Linked DNA regions of Rattus norvegicus: region 2 is linked to region 1. Evidence: chromatin contacts called from public Hi-C data. All regions are on one chromosome and are shown on one strand. Each heading gives the region's core, a stretch centred on a gene start, on an enhancer-like site or on the middle of the called end of the contact. The rest is flanking DNA. Distances are from core to core; before and after follow the strand shown.

Region 1 (4,480 bases), core at 1,188-3,687:
CAAAACCCCCCAAACTTTTCTTGTCTTGAAACAGTGATTAGATTAAAAGTGCATTAAGTCTGGGCTACATCGTGTACTCACAGTCAGCCTACAACACGCAAAACCCTGTCTACAGTAAGAACCGAAACTCAAAACCCCACGATGTGCAGGGATGCTTCAACAACAACAACAACACAAAACAAAACCAACAAAACAAAACAAAAACCCCGGAGAAATATGGAAGTCTCTCCTCCTCGGATCTCCCTCTTTGCCTTTTAGCTCAGAGAGCTCTGTTTGCCTTGATGGTGCCCCACCATGCCTTGACCAGTGTCCTTGCCCTGCTTCCCCACCCTGCCCGCCCCCTCCGCTCCCTGTAAGGCTCAACCTTCCTGCTGTGAGCCATGGCCTGACCATGTCAGGGCTGAAGGCACAGGTGGGAAGAAGGCCTCCCCTTCCAGCTGCTGCCCTGGCCTCAGGTTGCTAAAGGCCTCCAGCTGCAGTCGTGATTACCCCGAGGAGGCCAGCCTCTGGCCTGTGGCTAATATTTAGTAAATAATACGCAAGGTCCACACCCTCCCACTCTGACTTAAGGCCACTGCTGTGTGCAGCACCTGACACACCTGGTCTCCCCTCACACAGGGCTCAGCTCCGGAGGCCCTAACCCTTCAGGGTGGCTCGTCCCAGCTTTGTTCTGTCAGTATTTTTTTTTTCTTCCTTCAGTCTGGGTTCTCAAAAACCTAGGCCACATAGACACGGCAGCCCACGCCTCTAATCCCAGAAAAGAGAGGCAGATTTCTGTTAGCCTGGTCTAGCGAGTTTCTGGCCAGCCTGAACACCACAGAAAGGCTCTGGTTTAAAAAGCAAACATAGGGTTGGAGAGTTGGCAGAGTAATCACTTGGTCTTACCCACACAGTGGCTCACAATTGTGTGTTAACTCCAACCCCAGGGGAGCCAGTGCCCTCTTCTGACCTCAGCAGGCACCAGACGCACACGTGGTGCACAAACACACAGACAGACAAAATGTTCATACAAAATATAATCTTTTTTAAAAACAAAAATCCAGGCCCCTTGTGGGTGGTTGCTACTGGACTCTGTACGCTGTTCCTGTGGCCCATCAGGCAGGAGTAGGGTCCAGGCCTCCATTACAGATGGGCGGTGGAGACTCGGAGAGGCTAAGGGACAGGTGAGTGACACAGATGGAGACCTAGCTCTAGGCATCAACAAGGCTCCACTCTCACCAGCCTTTTCCCTAGGTATGTGAGGTCAGTCGTGTCCACAGAGACTGATGTCAGGGAGCATGTGGGACAGGTACAGACAGCAAGGACCTACGGACATTGCAGATCCCAGAGTCACTTTGGCTACACTTGGGACAGGACGAGGGTTGGGAGTTTTGGGTATTGTCTCAGAAGCCCCCTGAGCCCAGAAGCTGTGGTGTTTGTTGTGTGCCTTTATGCACAGATCAGGGCCAGAACCCCATTGCCTCACTTCCCGGGTTAAAGTTAGCTCAGTGGCTCTTGTCAGGGCCAAGGGCTCACACACTTCCCTGGGGCTCGGTGGTTCCGCTGGCAGGGTGGTGCTCTGCCTGGACCACTCAGTGTCAGCTTCTCTGTGCGTTGGTCTCTGTAAAGCTGCAGTTACAGACAGTGACCGCATAAGCCGTGGTTGGAAGTTCTTCCCAGCCCACGGCCAGCCGGCCCTGAGTCATGAACACTTCGCAGTCCTGGGTGCCAGCAGGGGCGGTTGTCAGAAAGAAGTCCTCCTTGTGCCCTGGGGACTACTTGTGCTACTTCAGGTCTGGCCACTTTGTCAAAGCTCCTTCTATACCTCCCATTTGACATTGTCGTATCTCCACACTCCCAGAAGATTGTGGTTGTCCTAAACCAGCCATCAAGGAAGGCTGCGGGCTGTGTGGGAGGCTAGGCCATTGTGCAACTCTCCCTTCCATTCCAGCCCTTCTTCAGGCCTGGCACCGTCTGTGCACTCCTCTGACCCAGGAGCACTGTTGGGGTAAAGAGGCCAGGAGAGTGACTACAGAACTTTGGTAGAGAGCCCTTGTGGTGTCTGCTGGACCAGTAGGAGGTATTTCATATTCGTTTTCATTACTCAGTAAGGCAATCGGTTGTCACTTTACATCTGTGGAAAACAGGCTCAGAGAAGTTAAGCAATATCAAAAGTTGACCAGCGTTAGGATCCAAACCAGGGCTGCCTGACTTCGGAATCTGGGTTTTTTTTTTTTTTTTTTTTTGTTTTGTTTTGTTTTGCTTCGTTTTTTTGTTTGTTTTGTTTTGCAACTTACTGGCCTAGAGGAAGGCCTTCCATCTGCTAATCCAGCCTCTGTAGGAAGCCTGTGGGGACTTGGTCTGGGGTAGAAGAGGTAGGGAGGGAGGACCACCAGCTCACCACTACCGTTCTCTGAGGTTCCCTTGATCAGAGGAGAAAGAGGAAGCTGGCAGGAGCCCATGTGGGGGTTGCTATGGTGACAGAAGCAGTGGAGGCAGGTGCTGGGGCAATTGCTGGGGCCAATTAGGATATCACAGAGGACAGGACCACTGTGGGGCTGTGTTCTGGCTTCACAGAAGCGAGCTCTGGCTTCACAGAAGCGAGAGTTTCAGAGATACTGTGTTGCCATTTTAACAACAGGACGTCTTTTGCTTATGAGCATGGAGTTACTTTCTATTAATTTTGTTACGTGTACAAGAGTTTTGACTGTGTGTGTTTACTCGGTGTCTGTGGAGGAGGGAAGATGTTGTATCCCCGGGGAACCAGAGTTACTCTTGTGAGCCACCACACGTGTGCTAGGAACTGAACCCAGGACCTTTGTAAGAGCAGTGAGTGCTTTTAACCACTGAGCCCTCCCCGCAGCCAAACTTGGCACTAACTTTAATCCTTGAAAATTCCTTTCAGAGCTCGATGACTTTTCGGGAATAAGATCTTGCCTTTCGTCTGTTACTTTATTGTAAGTATCGTAGCCTTTTCATATTATTGTACCTGGAACTGTTTTCTTCATTTTGTGTGCTACACATTTGCACTATGCAAACATTACATTGATTTTTTTTCTCCATCTCTGCGTGTAGGCATGTTTATGTGTCTGTGGGTACATGTGTGTATGTCCTTGTGCATATGTGTATGTGTATTCGGAAGCCCAAGATTAAGAACCATTCTCTGGGGCTGGATGTGGTGGCAGGTAGATCTCTGTGAGTTCGAGACCACTCTGGTCTACAGAGCGAGTTCCAGGGCTGCTAGAACTACACAGAGAAACCCTCCTTCGTTGCTCTCCCAGCTGACCTGAAGCAGGATGTCTCAGTCGAGCCCAGAGCTCACCAACATGGCTAGTCTGTAGCCGGCTTGCTCTGGGATCCCCAGTCTCTATTTTCCAAGGCTGGAATTACAGGCGGGTGAGGGTCTGTCACGCCCACCCAGTATCCGTGTAGGTTCTAGGATCTTAAAACTCAAGTCCTTACACTTCTGAGGTAAGTGTTCTAACTCTCTCCAGCCCACACTGCGTTTGTAGTTCACTCTGTGAGTGCACTGCCCTAGTTTATAAGTTCTAATAATTAGGTCTTTATTTACCGAGGCACTGGAGACAGAAGTACGGGGGGCAGGTACTCTCCACTAGCTCCATGCTCTATCCTAATCCTTTTAAACATTTAAAATGTGTGTTTAAGTCATTCATTCATTCATTCATTCATTCATTCATTCATTCATTCATTCATATGTATATGTGTGTACATGTGCCACAGTGTGTATGTGGAGGTCAGAGGACAACCTGTAGGAGTCCTTCTCCCCTTCTACCATGCAGAGCCAGGGTATCAACTCAGTACATGAAGCTTAGCGTCAACTGCCTTTATCCATGGACTCACCTTGTGGGCCTTCAGCTGTGTGTGTCTATGCCGTGTTCCTGTCACCAGCTTGGATTGGGAGCATGGGCACAAGAAGGGACTGTCTATCTGTTCCTCTTGCTCCCTGAGCTGCCAACACGTGGGGTACAGGAGGCAGCAGAGTGTGAGTTGTGGAGCTGCCCCTCAGGACACTGGGCTCCAGGCCCATAGCTTGCCAGACATACCTGGCCCGCTCACTCGTGTGGCAGCCACCCATTTCCCTGGCAGAGCCTTTTTGCCTCTAGCTGTGCCTTTTCTCTCTATAGCCTGTCCTGTCCAGTCCTTCCTCAGGAGGTAACCTCCCAGGAAGGACCTCCCTTCTGAAGCCCCTAATACCCCATGCAGTGTCATCGCAGTTGGCTTTATCGTGCAGTACATGCTTAATAAATGTCTTCCCTGGGTTCCCAGGTAGAGGTGTACATATGTGGCTAAGCGTATGTGTGTGTGCACGAGAGAGCATATTTGCACATATGTGTGCATGTATTGATGCATGCACGCCTGTGTGTTTATGGACATGTATATGCCCATGTGCATGTGTTTGTAAGACTGAATCTGAGGGGCACCGATGGTTTAGGTTGGGATCTGGAGCTCGGGGAAGCTCACCTCAGTTTCCATCCCCCTC
Region 2 (4,480 bases), core at 1,134-3,633, 190 kb before region 1:
ACCTCATTTATCTCATTTCTACTCTCATCTCCTCCTATAGCAGATTTGTTCCCTCCAAGTCAGGTACAGAGCTGAGACAGGGGTGAGTCCCACTGGACAAGGACAGTGCACCTCCGACACTATTAAAACGGAAGGACAAAAGCTTCCATCCCAGAGCTAAGGCACACAGTACGAATGAAAAGCTAAGACCCTCAACTAAGCCATCTGACAAGCCAGGCCTCCAGCGGCCTCCCCAGGGTAGAGGAAGGACCGTGAGACCAGGAGAAGATGTGCTTTGGCAGGCGGCTCTGGATCAGCATGCAGATGGTAGTCAACCTCTTGACATGGTGCATATAGGGACATTAGGAATGCAGAGAGAAGTTTGGGGATGCTCATCCCAGAATAGCTTCAAAACTAGGACAGCCTTACAGAGCACCTAAGATGATTGAAAGCAGGTAAGAGTGAAGCAGATGCCTTCTGGAGATGCCTGTCAGACCCAAGTGTGTCAAAACTCTGCTGGTTCTCCTGATACTTCAACAGACCTCAGGTCACAGCTCAGGACGTTCCTCCCCCCTGGGCTCCTTGGACATACCGCATTAGAATCAGCATCTGACAGAGAAGCACCAGACAGACTCACCAGCATCCATAGGAGAGACTCATGGGAGGTGGGGGCTGGGGGTATGTGGATGAGTGGGCAGATGACGCTTTTAGCACTACCTGTACTCCAAATTAGCTGACTCCAGTTCTGGGTGGGCATTCGTAACAACATGGAAACCCCAAGTCTTGCTTTCACTCCCTGTGTTAGTGGATGTTATTGTCACTTTAAGACTGAGCCGTGGTCTGGAAACCCATTCTGGCCTACTAGTTTGGTCCCCAGTGGTAAAGTTCATTTTTCCAGAAGAGACCATGACATGGTTCTTCATGGGAAGCTCATTAGGACACATGGCTAACATTCTCTGGTGCCAAGGCCCCCTCAGAGTCCCCTCTACTCTGTTGGTTGTCTTACCTTCTACCCAACCGGACTTCTCCAAGCTTCCAGAGGTCTTGATAACTTGTGATATTGTGAGGCATGGGCTGACTTGGAAAGTATAACAAAACTGCTGTCTTCTGGATCCCCAAAATCAGGTTCTGCACTTGAGTCCAGGTACCGTCATTCTTGACAATGAAGAATTCCATGTGGGGCAGGATTTCAGACTCTTAAGAGAAACCCTATCTTTTTGTGTAAGAGTTGAATGTTTGAGGGAAATGGACGTCCACCCCCCAAACATGAGCTGTAGCCCCATCTTGGAAAGGTCAAGCCATCAGTATCTGCGGCCCTCAGCCAGGTATCATGGGACCCATGCTCTTAAGTCATTGGTACTATAAATTGTTAGGAAAACAACCCATGACAGCCTAGTGTCAAAAGTGGCGAAATATTTCACCATGTTGTATGATTTTAGATCAGCAGGAGTGTGTGGAAGAGGAAGCTGGCTGGGAGCCACCTGACCATCCGATGGCACCTAGCACCTATGCCCCAGACACTCCAACATGTGCACCTCATAGCCACCCAAGCCATCCCTGGGGAAAACTCTGAACAGTCACCTGTTTATATGCTTAGTTTCTGGAATATGTGTTAGTACCCCAAGGTTGTGGACATAAGGGGACATGGGAGTTAGTGCCTTGACCTTACTGAGAAGTGTGGCATAGGGTCCTGCATGACAGCCTGCGTCAGATGTGCTCAGCCTGAGGAAAATGACTGTGTCCTTATCAAAGTGCCCCCAAAGCCACCGAGATTCCCTGGGGAATTACCCAAGGGGAGTTAAAAGCCTCTGGATTCCTGCCTTCAGAACTCACTGTCTAGAGTCCTGCTTCTCTCACAGAGAGGCAAGTTTCTGATCTGCTGAGCTGGGTCAGCATGACCTGTCGTGGATGTGTATCCTGTAGTTTGACTGGTAACTTCATGGAGAGAGCCTTTCTTCTAGCAGTGCAGGGCTGACAGCCTCAGGTGCTATGGCATTTATTCCCAGGTGAGAGATGCCCCAAGAGGTGGCCCCATTAAAGCATCACCCCAGTGAGACCGCCCTTGTGAACCTGAAGCTATCTTCTCTCCCTATAAGATAGAAATTGGATGTTTAGAGTCCGTGTGAGAAGTGTTGTGGTACATCTAATGAACTGCTGTGCAGAGGGGCCCCCAGGCTCACCCAGCTCTCTGAACTGTCCTTGAGTGCTTACCGAGGAAGTCAGCCCTGTGTTGGGCAGGGCCAACTACACGCAGACTCTGCCCACAGTCACAACATGGCGTGATGTGAAAGAACAGCACTTCCTCTACCGGCAGCCGAGCCAGCACCCCCAGGGGCATGCAGGGCCAGGAGGTGCCAGACACTACCCATCCCTTCAGCTTCCTGTCCCCCTCTTCTGCAGCCCTATGAGGGAGTTGCGGTTATTTTTATCCGAGGACACTGGTGTGGGAGGTATTTGTCAGCATCATCTGGTAAAGGCAATTGAATTGTCTGTTGTCCAAAGCAGCCCCAAAAGAGTGGTGCTAAGCATGCTAGGCTGTTCGCATTTAAAAATACAGTTGGGATGGTGACAGCTGATGTGTTCATAGTGCTGACATCACAACCTAAACCCAAACGGTCGGATCCCAAGCCCAGGCTTTCAGAAAGCCACGATTCCGTGTCTGCCACCCATGTAAGAGGGAAAATGGTCTCAGCTTCTAAGTCACCTGCAGGGCAGGTCACCTGTCTCCACCCAATCCTGGGGTGTTGGGTCTGACAGTGCAGTTACTGGTCACGCCAGTACATGCTACATGCAGCTCCCCCCCCCATGTTTCTAAGGGCAGTTTCAGCGTGTCACTGTGGAAGACCTTACCTTCTTTTTTTTTTTTTAAGATTTATTTATTTATTATATGTGAGTACACTGTCGCTGTCTTCAGACAGACCAGAAGAGGGCATCAGATCCCATTACAGATGGTTGTGAGCCAACATGTGGTTGCTGGGATTTGAACTCAGGTCCTCTGGAAGAGCAGTCAGTGTTCTTAACCGCTGAGCCGTCTCTCCAGCCCGGAAGACCTTACCTTAGTTAAAGTTTCCTCATTATATATATACAAATACATACACACACACACACACACACACACACACACACACACACACACACACACACACACATATATATATATATATATATGGTGTGATACCTAACATTTCTCAAGTACTTCAGAGTCTTACCGTGCTCCAAGATGGGGCCTCACAGGGGGTGTGGGAGTGTATATTCTTGACTGCTTTCTGCTGCTATAACAAGATGAAGCGAACAAATTTACGGAGATCTTTATTTAAGCTCACAATTCTGAAGCTGGGAGGCCAGGAGGAGGCAGTGGCATCTAGCGAGGGCTTCGTGCTACCTTGTTAGAGGACAGAAGGCTTAAGTGAGCTCATGAGGAAAGAAAGTCTGGGGTGGACTCCCCGTAATAGGCAGCTCTCACAACGCCTGACTGCCTGTCTCGTTCTGTTGCTGTGAAGAGACACCATGACCATGGCAACTCTTCTAAAGAAAAACATTTAATTAGGGCTGGCTTAACAGTTCAGAGGCTTAGCCCATTATCGTCATGGCAGGAAGCAGGGCAGCGTACAGACAGACATGGAGCTGGAGAAGGAGCTGAGAGTTCTACACCTGGATTGGCAGGCAGCAGGAAGAGACACTGAACCACTAGGCCTGGCTTGAGCTTCTGAGACATTAAGGCCCACCCCCTGTGACACACTTCCTACCAACAAGATCGCACCTATTCCAACAAGGCCCCACACCTCCTAATAATTCCACTCCCTATGGGCCTGTGGGGGCCACTTTTCTTCAAACCATCATATCACTTCTGTGTAGAAGGCAGTAGTCCCGTAATGACCAACACTCAGAAGCCCTACTCGCAACATGGAATTGTGTTTGCAGTCGGATTTCAACAGGAGTCTTAAAGGGGACATTGTCTGTTGCAAGGCTGTCTGTCTCTAGGTGGTGGTTTTCATCTGGGGTCGCTGTGTCTCCAGCAGGCACAGTGCCAGAGGGGACGAGAATAGGGCTCCGACTGGCACCAAATTGATAGAGGCCTCCAAAGCACTGGGTGGCTCCCCTCAGAAAACTGAACCTGGCCTTAAGTGCCAAGAGTTACCACTGTGAGGAGAAGCTGCACAGCCTCGAAGCAGATGGAGCCTCTCTCACCTCTCAGCATGTGTCCTGGCAGGAGGCACTCTGGTTGGAAAAGCAGGGACTTGAGAGGATAAATGATACCAGTAAGCAGCACTGGGTCACATGACTGCATGACGGTTCACTGTCTTGTTAGCAATGACGTCATGAAAGACCACGCCAAGCTGGGACTTAGTAAGCTAGAAAACAAGGTGTGATCTCTGACCATCAACATGAACGCCCAGCTTCACTGAGTGTTGATTCTGTCTTCTCCCAATATGATTGGGTATCTGTGGCCCCTTCAATCTTTACAACAAATTATGGGCCCAGTAGGATTCATCCTAGTGGA

The links. Hi-C and Micro-C count contacts between places; a contact is called where the count stands out from the background.
Region 2: a Hi-C map of mammary epithelial cells shows a contact between it and region 1, with 2.6 times the contacts expected there. The contact joins two enhancer-like sites. A contact is called at or near these places in 2 of 12 Hi-C or Micro-C datasets (liver and mammary epithelial cells).

Annotation. Positions count from the first base shown.
Region 1 is chr18:71,194,673-71,199,152 of GRCr8, reverse strand. No RefSeq gene overlaps it. Among named protein-coding and RNA genes, the nearest start is that of Smad7, 67 kb to the left of the region's middle. Within about 2 kb of position 2,437, at least 15 of the 93 cell types and tissues checked have an H3K27ac peak or open chromatin away from gene starts, as enhancers often do.
Region 2 is chr18:71,389,269-71,393,748 of GRCr8, reverse strand. The region is part of intron 10 of Ctif (cap binding complex dependent translation initiation factor); the gene reads left to right. Among named protein-coding and RNA genes, the nearest start is that of Smad7, 130 kb to the right of the region's middle. Within about 2 kb of position 2,383, at least 26 of the 93 cell types and tissues checked have an H3K27ac peak or open chromatin away from gene starts, as enhancers often do.